2 separate regions of the Gossypium hirsutum genome follow, and region 1 is linked to region 2. Evidence: chromatin contacts called from public Hi-C data. All regions are on one chromosome and are shown on one strand. The core of a region is the stretch at or near the end of the contact, and the rest is flanking DNA. Distances in the headings are between cores, read along the strand shown.

The links. A called contact is a pair of places that touch in the nucleus more often than the background predicts.
Region 1: a Hi-C map of hypocotyl shows a contact between it and region 2, with 2.4 times the contacts expected there. The contact joins the promoter of LOC107913448 here to the enhancer-like site in region 2. A contact is called at or near these places in 5 of 34 Hi-C or Micro-C datasets (anther, callus, hypocotyl and 2 more).

Annotation. Positions count from the first base shown.
Region 1 is chrD11:34,432,335-34,437,710 of Gossypium_hirsutum_v2.1, reverse strand. It overlaps LOC107913448 (probable LRR receptor-like serine/threonine-protein kinase At5g10290), which reads right to left and starts at 3,370. Exons shown (of 12, transcript XM_016842025.2): 1 at 2,819-3,370; 2 at 1,437-1,579; 3 at 546-678; 4 at 332-403. The coding sequence starts at 1,515.
Region 2 is chrD11:34,377,971-34,383,169 of Gossypium_hirsutum_v2.1, reverse strand. It overlaps LOC107913449, which reads right to left. Exons shown (of 3, transcript XM_016842026.2): 2 at 5,026-5,070; 3 at 4,624-4,943. The coding sequence ends at 4,847. Among protein-coding and RNA genes, the nearest start is that of LOC107913449, 3.2 kb to the right of the region's middle. Within about 2 kb of position 2,924, at least 5 of the 9 cell types and tissues checked have an H3K27ac peak or open chromatin away from gene starts, as enhancers often do.

The DNA.
Region 1 (5,376 bases), core at 2,121-4,620, 54 kb before region 2:
TTAGCAATAAAGGGATTTGAATGTGGAATTTGGCAGAAACATCTCAGAATTTTCCTTTTCTTTTTCCTAATAACTATCCTGCTTTCTAGAGCTACCTTTTGATGCCTCTATTCAAGGAATCCACAAAACTAACAAATTAAACCACAGAATGAACCTAGTTTAACCCTAAAGCAGATAAAAGATTGTCATAATAGAAATGATTTTTTATCACTATTAGCTAAGATAACACACATTCATTATTTAGAAATCATGAAAAATAGCCTTGGTAAAATTCTACACATGAACATATATTATTGAAATCTACTGTTTGACTGAAGAAATCCATACGTACAGTGATGAAAGAGTACTCAGAACTCCTATTTTAGGAGACAAGGTGCCAGAAAAGTTCATGGATGGCAATGTCCTGAAAGCACAATGACAATATAAGGACAAATGTAAGAAGTACAAAAACTAAATAATACTCTTTGAACAACTAAATCATGTAGGCATGCATTTATGACTATGTTTCATAGTCGGGAAAAAAATAAAGCACACCGATTACTTACACAGAAATAACATTATAACTAGAATCACACATAACATATGACCAAGTGCAAGGGTTAACTTGATTTTGATTCCAATCTGCCAATTGAGTGGGTGAAGCTTGGAGCGAACTCCTCAATGTAAATAAAGCATCTCCTGAAACAGATGACTTGGATATTTATAATCCAGTTAAGCAAACAAATAACCCCTCCGGCAAACCCAAACCTAAAGGATTAGTGCCTAAAATCAATAGAAGTATGAAAATAAATATGATTATAAAGGAATTTCATCTCAGTATACCACACAAACATGCACTCATGCATGGACCTCCATATGCCTCTATATAGAAGCCAGGTTATGCACCACATGATCTTATCAATTATCATCACTATTATTCAGACAAAAATCAGCCCAAGTTCCTCAAGAAATCTCAAACTCAACCCAGCCATATTTCAGTCAAGGAAATAAAGTGTCAAATAGTTTGATCAAAAACATATATAAGCAGCCAAGTCTAGAGGCCTCAATTAGTCAAATCTGACTGATAGCAGTTGATGGACAATACGGATGTAGGTCTCATTGAGCAAGAAGAAATGATTCAGGGATCTTATTGTTCCGTTTGAGCTAATTGTCTGAATAGTATCTTCCCTTCGTATCTAAATACTTTAGCATGAATAAAGACTCAAAACTCCAAGGTATATAGTGTTATGAGAAAATTAACTAGATCATAAAAACTCCAAATTAATTATTGTTAAGAAAATTTTAATTAGATCATGACTTGAGTGGACACACATGCGCACAAATGCATATTTTGGACAATGTCTATGATCAAATTTAACACACTAAGTGAAATCCTCAAAATAATTTACTTTGGAAACTTCAGGACTAAATGTTTGATACAAAAAAAAACTATGTACCTTGTAAATCAGCTGATACAAAAGAGAGCAAGTAAGTGAATATAAGAATTCCAAGAAGAAATTCCATCTTCAGCAACATCAACCCCAATGATCAACGCAACGAAATACAAAATCTTTTATGAGCATACAAATGACTTCCATCTCTGCCAAAAATTGTAAATACAAGGCACATAACACAATTAGCAAATCCAGTCAGCTGTTTCTTCAAACCTTGAGTTTCCTAAAGTACCCAAATTCGAACACATTATCCTACATCTGAAAACAGGTTTCAGAATATGTACAAGCAAATACTAGCATGCTCATTCCCACTCACACATGAATCAGAGCATCATAGGAAATAATATCAATATTGTAAAGAGAGAAAGCAAAAGAAAAAGCTCCAATACTAACAATTTCGTTTAAGGACAACAGCCACCTCTTGTTCTCTTGACTCTCGTCAAGAATTTTCAGCATGGCAAGCAATTCTCTTCTTTTTGGTTTATTACCAACATTTCAGTAACATCTTTTACAAAATTTCACAACCATCATTTTTATTAAGTTCTAGGTTTGGTGAACAAAAACTTTATAATGAAAAAAATATCTTAGAACTTCGACTTTGTCTCACAGAGCAGTTCCTTTTTGGTAGTATGGAGATTATGAAACTAAAAAGAATCCAACAGGAAACAAGAGAGGAGAAAATGATTCCCACAGAACTAGACATGAACAGGTTAATAACCCAATGTGTAGGTTCCCAAAAGACCATTACACCTCTTTGAAAAATTACTCTCGCAAGCAAGTAAAGTGTCTTTTTCTTGCATGCTAAAATTCTTTTATTTGATTCAAAATGCATGAAAAGGAAAAATCAATATTAGGCTAGACTCTAGAGACAGCCGAGGAGAAAATTATAAAGAATCTTCACATAATTTCAAGAATGGTGAAATAAAACATAATGCCAATAAAACTGTAAATTCATCTAAACCTGGTTTTACTGCAGAGAAAGAAAAACCAAACAACAGCCCAGTAAGCTCAAAACTCAAAAGGTCCCTTTCCAGGATGCAGAACAGTAAAAGCAGTTTTTAACATTCAGTACCAGGCAAATAAATGCAGAACTACCCCAGGACAATTCCAATTCAAACAACAAAAAATAATAAACAAATGGATAAGAAAGCAGTCAAAGCACAGCCAAATGGTTCACATAACTGAAAGAAAATGAATAGAGGAATTCAACAATAGAGTTACAACTTTCAAAACCCAACATCAAAAAATTAATAATAACAATAATAATTTAACCAAAAATCCAGACAGGAAAGCAATAAGAGGTCAGTCAGTAAACAAAACTCAAATCTTAGACTCGAGAAAAAAAACCTACACCTTGGGTAGGACATAGGAAGAATATAACTTACCTTAAGAAAGGAATCAGATTGGAAAAGAAAAAAAGATGGGTACTTCCATTTCTTATGGATGATGAGATTTGAAAGTGGAAGAATCAAACTTTGATTCTCGTGAATTAAAAGGAATCAACTTGCTTAGTGAAAGGAAAGATAGTATATTTGTTTTGAGTTATTTTTTAAAGAGAATGACAAGATTTGTCTTTTTGCTCTTTGCTCTTCTCCAATCCCCTCTCAGTCTTCTTCTTCCCTTTATGCCTTATTATTCTATTGTTTTTTACTTTGGGTGGGATATACAGACTTCCAAAAGGAAACTCTGCAATAATTACTCTTTCTCTTTCCTCTCAAGGTGACTTTGAATTGACTAGTAAGGAGTGAAATACAATGTACAGCTACATGGTTACTGCTGCTTCAACCATGTTGTAACCTGTTGACAAATCTAAAACATGTGGATTGGAAAAACGACATCATTTATTAATAAACCAGATATGACAGCAAACTTCAAACAGCACATGCTTAGATTGCCTAAAAACAGGGTTGGAACCGCCGCCAGATTATCATTTTGCCTACTCAATATTTTAAAATCCTTAAAATGAATGCATATCACTTTTGAGAGGAATAAAAAAAAATCATACTATTTAAAACATAATATGATTTATTGGTGGTGTTTATTTTTTAAGAATAATTTCAATTCAACTGAAAAATAATATCTCATTTATTTTGAAAATATTATAATGATTAAAAATTTTAGTAAGAGTCTGTGCATTGTATGGATGATGGATCAATTAAAAATTTAAAGAGAAAACAAAAATTACTGTTGAATAATTAATGGATAATGATAAACAGGCTTTTTTAATAAAAAATAATATTTTTTACTTCTGTTTTCGTCAGACCAAGAGAAAGAATGTCTCTTCGATTTAAAATAAAAATAAATTTATTTGTTTAACTTTTTTCATATTTTTCAATTTTCATCTAATAATGAAACTGATAATTATTTAGAATCCTAATTCCACAGAAGTTGTTACGGATGTTTTAATCAATATTTAAAATATTAATGGTTTTTTTCTTTATTCTCAAATTATTGTCATCTTCTGTGCAAAGAAAACAGGAAGAGAGAGACCCAAGACAATGGGGAAATTTGGATGTTTGTCATCTTCACTGAATTTTTGAAAAATATCTATTTTTTTTAAAGAGTTATTGGATTAGGCTATTTTTTATCGTTGAAGAAAATAGTTGTCGGAGAAAACGCTTATGATTATTAGGGGTCTCTTAATACTTGACAAGTCACGAAACCTTATTTATTTAAGGTGACTTCTAAAACTCGCCGATTTAGTTGGGGGTCTGTCGTGTTGACGATGTTGTACTGAGAGATATGATAGGCGACGAACCACAAAAAATCAAAATTGGTGGTTGCATGTTACTATTGTAATTATGGGCATGGTACCGGCTGCTATTTTTACATCTTCGAGCGAACTACCCTTATATATTCCCACTTGTAACAAAGTAAAATTCATTAGATAATATATTTACCATAATAAAATTATTTAAATTTTAAATTATTGTGTCAACATATTATTTCAATAGGTGGAACCATAGGCTGAGTTACATGGGACTATCGGATGAGCTTCGAGATATTCGACTTCTGTTAGACCAACGATCGAAAGTGGAGGTATGTATTTTTTAAAATTTGAATTATATAATATTAACGTAGTTAATTTAAAAATTAGTAGTATATATATAACTAAAAATTTTATTATTTTAATATAGCTTGAATGGACGTCATACTCCGATCCGAAAATTCAAGAATGCATCTCGCCCGAATTCTTAGTGAATCCCAACATCTAGCACGTGAAGGTGTCATTGGTTGTGTACGCTACTGTGGAGATGCACGAGTCGGATGAAGTATTGCGACAGTTAGGGTTTAGGCAAACAATTCCACCAGCACCCCAAGACATCGAAGATCTACAACATATCAACTTGCGAGGGAGAACAAATTAGCATTGGCCTACATTCCACGTGCAATATATCAACATTTGGAACAATAGGTACAAGTTTTTACCTACTCACGAGGCAATTTCCGCTACAAAGTTAGCCTGCTATTCGGAGTACATGTCATGGTTTAAGATCCGTGACAAGCCATATCTACTTGCGGAAGAGGCGAGGGGTAGGTAACTGCATACAAGGAGGCCATGACGAGAACCTAGGCATCCAAGGTCTGGCGGAGCTTTTTAGGCACGTCCATTGTCTACACCTACGCAAGAACCAACACCGATAGCCGCACCACCCCCCAGTCAGTATGACTTAACTTATTCTAGTGGTTATACTAACCCCATCATTTTTACACAAGCACCACATATTGCACCATATTTTTCTACTTCTACTTCTACTTCGATGCCAAATTTTGTTTTTGGACCTCTATCCCCGACATATTGCACGCCAATGTCAATGACATTTCAGACGATGACGATGTAGACAACAACATATAGGTCATCTATGTTTGGGGCACCGATCAGAAGTCCGATCATTATGCCATTGGTGTATGGGACACAATATAGTTATACCATTACGCTAAT
Region 2 (5,199 bases), core at 1,675-4,174:
CATTTAAGAAAAATTATACGTAAAAAAATTGAAGATTATTAAAGTTAGAATTGTATAAAAAATAATGAAGCATTGAAGCAATAATTTTTCAAAGAGGTAATATCGAAACATATTCGAACAACAATAGCATAAAAGAGAAAAATGTTTCGTGGATTTGTTTTGAAAGAAAGTCAAATTTTATCAATTATTTTTTAATCACTATTATTAAATGTATTTATTCATTTAGTGTAAATATTTTTTGTATTTATAATGAAATATTATTATAATTTTTGTATGTTACTTTCTCTAATTTTTTGTTTTATTAATTATAGTTTACTATAGTTAACAATATTTTAAAAGTATTATTTAAAAAAAGATTTGGTGGTTTTAATAATTTAGAAAAGTCTGCTACCCTAGCATGCAACTTTTGCCCTCTCTGGCATGTTTTTTAAGTTTTCTTGTTTTCGTCTCCTGTTTGTTTGACGGCGGCGTTCTATCAAGTCCTCTCTATTCCTCTAGAAAAGTGATACTCACGTTTGGGATTTCTACCTGAATTCATGGAAACTGAATTAGTTGGATTAACTCTCAATGAAGAAGAAGAAGCAGTCCTACAAATACAACTAGAGCCGAATACGGAAAAAGGAGGTGGGGGCTTTTCGGCTGATGGGGTGTTTCCTAACAACTAGCATTATTCACTTCCCAACAATGAAAAGTATTATGGTGAATCTATGGCATCCTGTTCGGGGTGTTCAAATCCAAGATCTGGGGGAGAAAAGGTTTTTGTTTCAATTTTTTCATGTCATGGATATGGAAAGGGTTTTGAAAGGGTCTCCATGGACTTTTAACAACCACTTGTTGGTGTTATACAAGCTGCAATGGGGGGAGGATCCATTAAAAGTTCCCTTAATTTTGACAACTTTCTAGGTATAGATTCATGATGTTCCTACTAGTTTTTTCTTTGAGAATTTGGCAATGCAATTGGGTAATTTCATAGGGAAATTTATGGAGTATGATGGGTCAAATCTAGGGAAAGAAAATTAAAACTTTATGAGAATAAAAGTCCAAATCGATATACGGCGCCCTTTGAAAAGAAAGAAGTAGGTTATCTTTTGTGGAAAATGCTCATATGTCAGATTTAAGTATGAAAGATTGTCACTCTTCTGTTTCTACTGTGGTCGATTAGGCCATAATGATTCTTTTTGTGAAGTAAAAATGGCGTTAGGAGCGGAAATTGCTGAAATGGGTTGGGATTTATTGTTGCGAGCACAATCTTGAAGAGCTTTAGCAATGAACAATGTCTAGTTACGTGAGGAAGGTAAGGTAAAACTGGGTGGAAATCGTGAGGATAGTCAAGTACTAGGAAACAGTCTATGGGACGTAGGAAAAAAATAGGGTGTGGAAAGGCTATTGATCCAGTTTTAGGATTTAATTTGGAAGGGGACCGTCCTTTTCAGGTCAATGGAGGGAAAATTCCTTGGTAGATCAAGTTCAAACTGCTATGGATCATGATCTGGAAGATGGTGTTTTAATTGGAGCTGAAGGGAAAAAGAGAGCTAGGGGGAGATTAAAAAATTAACAGCCAGGGAAGTGATCAATACTTTGGCGGTAAGGAATAGGAGAATGTTGGAAATTAACCATTTATCATCGGCGGCTGCCAAGAGGCAAGCCGACCAGGCGCAAAAAAAATTTTAAGTTGGAATGTCCGTGGTTTGAAGAGCCCAGGATAGTTCGAAGACTTCAGCATTCGCTGAAGGTCTATAACCCCCAGATGGTCTTCTTTATGGAGACAAAGCTTTGTAGAAGTCAGATGGAAAGAGTTTGCCGAAGTTGTGGTTATGCGAATGGTATTGAAGTTGGTTTAGATGGCACTAGAGAAGGGTGTGTTTGGCATGGAGAAATGATTTTAGTATCATATTTCAGAATTTTTTTAAAAGGCATATTGATGTGATAATTGAAGATAATGAAGTAAAGAATAAATAGAGATGCACAGGTTTTTATGGAACCCCTTATGCACAGGATAGAGATGACTAATGGGTTGTTTTAAAAAAATTATATAACGATGAAGGGATTCCTTGGTTTGCATGTGGAGATTTTAATGAAATCATGTATGGCTTTGAAAAAAAAAAGGAGGGTTGCCTAAAGATGAAAGAAGAATGGAAATTTTTTTAAATGTGTTGGAAGATTGTCACTTGATGGATGTGGGGTATTCTGGTAATTGGTTTACATGGGAGAGAGGTAATTTTCTAGAAACAAAAATCCAAGAACGATTGCATAAAGGTGTGGCAAACGAGGAATAGATGACCATGTTTCCTAAGGTAACAATTCAACATCTAGTACATTCTTTCTCTGATCATTGTCCTCTTCTAATTAATACGAAAATGGAAGACAAATGGTTCAATGGAAAGATATTTAAGTTTGAAGCTTGGTGGGTTATAGAGAACTCGTTCGCCCATGAAGTAAAATACATTTGGGAAATGTCATTAGGGAACTTGTTGCAAAAGCTGGATAACATAAAAAAGGGTTTGGAAAGATGGGCTAGTCGAATATGAATAAATAGAAAGAGGAGAAAGGAGTTTTTAACAGTAAAATTTTCAGAGTTGATAGGAGCTGAAAGGGATGATAATAGTTTGGTTGAGATGATTGATGCGAAGATCCAACTGAAATTTGAGATTGAAAAGGACGAACGCTACTAAAAACAAAGAGCTCGAGTGAACTGGTTGAAATTTAAAGATAGGAATACAACATTTTTTCATAGCCAAGCAACACAGCGTTGGAGAAAAAATTTAATTCATAAACTGCAAAATGAAGAATGAAGGGAAACGGAGGTCCTATAGGAAATGGAGGGTATTTCGAGATCTTATTTTCAAAATTAATTTTCGACAGGAGAAAGGAGAAATTATGATCATTTACGCTATGTCTCTAAGGAAGATAACCAAAGACTTCCGGTGCAATAGACAAAGGAAGAGATTCGAGAGGCGGTGTTTGAGATGGGGCCCATAAAAGCACTAGAGGAAGACGGATTCTCAGCTTTATTTTATCAGAAGTACTGGCATATTATCGGAGAAGATGTCACCTCTTTTTGTCTACAACTTCTTAATGGAGGTATGGAGGTTAGCTCAATTAATTCCACGCATATTGTGCTTATCTCAAAAATTGCCAATCCTTCTAATATGAAACATTTTTGACCAATTAGTTTATGCAACGCAATATATAAAGTATTGGAAAAGGCTATAGCAAATCTGCTTAGAGAAGTTATTGAAAAATGCCTCGATGTTGCACAGAGTGCTTTTGTGCCAAGTAGGTTAATATCGGATAATGTGTTATTGGATCATGAAATATTACATACGCTAAAACAGAAGAAATTAGGGAAAAGGGGGTTTATAGCGATAAAATTAAACATGAGTAAGGCATATGATAAGGTCGAGTGGAGTTTTGTTAAAGAGATAGTAGTGCGAACGGGTTTTGCTCCAAATTGGATTGAAACTCTCATGAAATGTGTGACCACTGTCTCATATTCAGTAGTCGTTAATGGTCATGCTGGAGAAAATTTTCGTCCAACTAGAGGACTTCGACAGGGTGACCCATTGAGTCCGTTTTTATTTTTAATATATGGATAGGGTTTATCTTGTCTCATGCGACTTGTAACAAGGAAAGGGTTATTGAAAGGAGTTAAGGTTAGTAGGAGCGGTCCACAAGTATCGCACCTGTTATTTGCAGATAGTTGTATTTTATTTGGGGAGGCAACAAATAGAGGAGCTACTTTACTCAAGGGAATCCTAGGTGAGTATAGAATTTGTTCGGGTCAGTGTGTTAATTTTGATAAATCAACTGTCTTTTTTAGTAGAAACACATCAGAAGATAGACTTTTGGTTGTCAATATATTGGGGGTACGCAGCTCAAGTGACCCAGAATGCTACCTAGGCTTGCCTAATATAGTCGGAAGAAGGAAAAGGGAGTCTTTTCAAAATTTAAAGGATCGGATGAAGAAGCGCATCGATAATTGGAGTGTTAGACACCTCTCTCAAGGTGGGAAAGAAGTGTTCATAAAGGCTATTCTCCAATCCATACCGACCTACACAATGGCTTGTTTCCTATTACCCAAATCGTTATGTGCTGATCTAGAGAGTATTATTGCGAATTTCTAGTGGCAGAAGGGACATGGTAAGAGGGGAATACACTGGTGTGCTTGGTGAAATCTTTGCATCTTAAAAGAGAATGGTGGTTTAGGTTTTCAAAATCTCGGACAGTTTAATATTGTGTTATTAGCCAAGCAAGGCTGACGTCTTATTAATTACCCAAATTCTTTGTTAGCTAGAGTTCTAAAAGCTAAATACTATCCGCACTCGAATTTTATTAATGCACAGTTAGGAAATCTACCTTCGTTTACCTAGAAAAGTGTTTGGGCGGCAAAGGGTCTCCTGTAAAGTGGCCTGTACTGGAAGGTTTGTAGAGGGAATGAGATTTCTGTTTGGGACAACTGATGGATTTAGGGAATTGATACAGATAGATAGAACAACAGAACCGACAATGAAGAAATCAAGTTAGTTTCGGATCTAATTGATATCACAAATAATACTTCGAAGGCGGATTTAATAAACAATACCTTTCAAGTGGACATAGCTCAGAAAATTTTGCAGATTCCTCTAGCGAAAACAGTTCATGATGACTTCCAAGTGTAGAAAGGAGAACCCACTGGTGAATTCTCAGTTTGAAGCGCCTATAAACTATTACAAGATGCTAACTTGGGTCCTAGTAATTACTTAATAAAGGCCAAAATTAAGGATTTTACAAGAAACTATAGAATCTACAGCTACCATAAAAAATTACAATCATAATATGGCGAAGTTCCTGGAACTACATCCCTACCCTAATAAATCTCAGACATAAACGAGTGGCCACGAATGTTATATGTCCTCTCTGTTGTACTTGGAAAGAAGATAGTTATCATGTCTTTCAACAATACCCTACAATAATAGAGGTATGGCAAAATTTAAACCTCTCTTGGGTCATAAATAACACGATTCAAAGCTTTTGAGAGTGGCTTACCTAGGTTTTCGAGAGGGGTACTTGTAAACAGTGCCGACTTTTTTGCTGTACTTTATGGTCAATTTGGAGTTCAAGGAATCAGTTAGTACATGAGGGGAAAAACACGACAGAAAGGGAATTATCATAGAGAATACAAAGGTATATGGCAGAGTTGGATGGTTTGGGAAAAAGGAA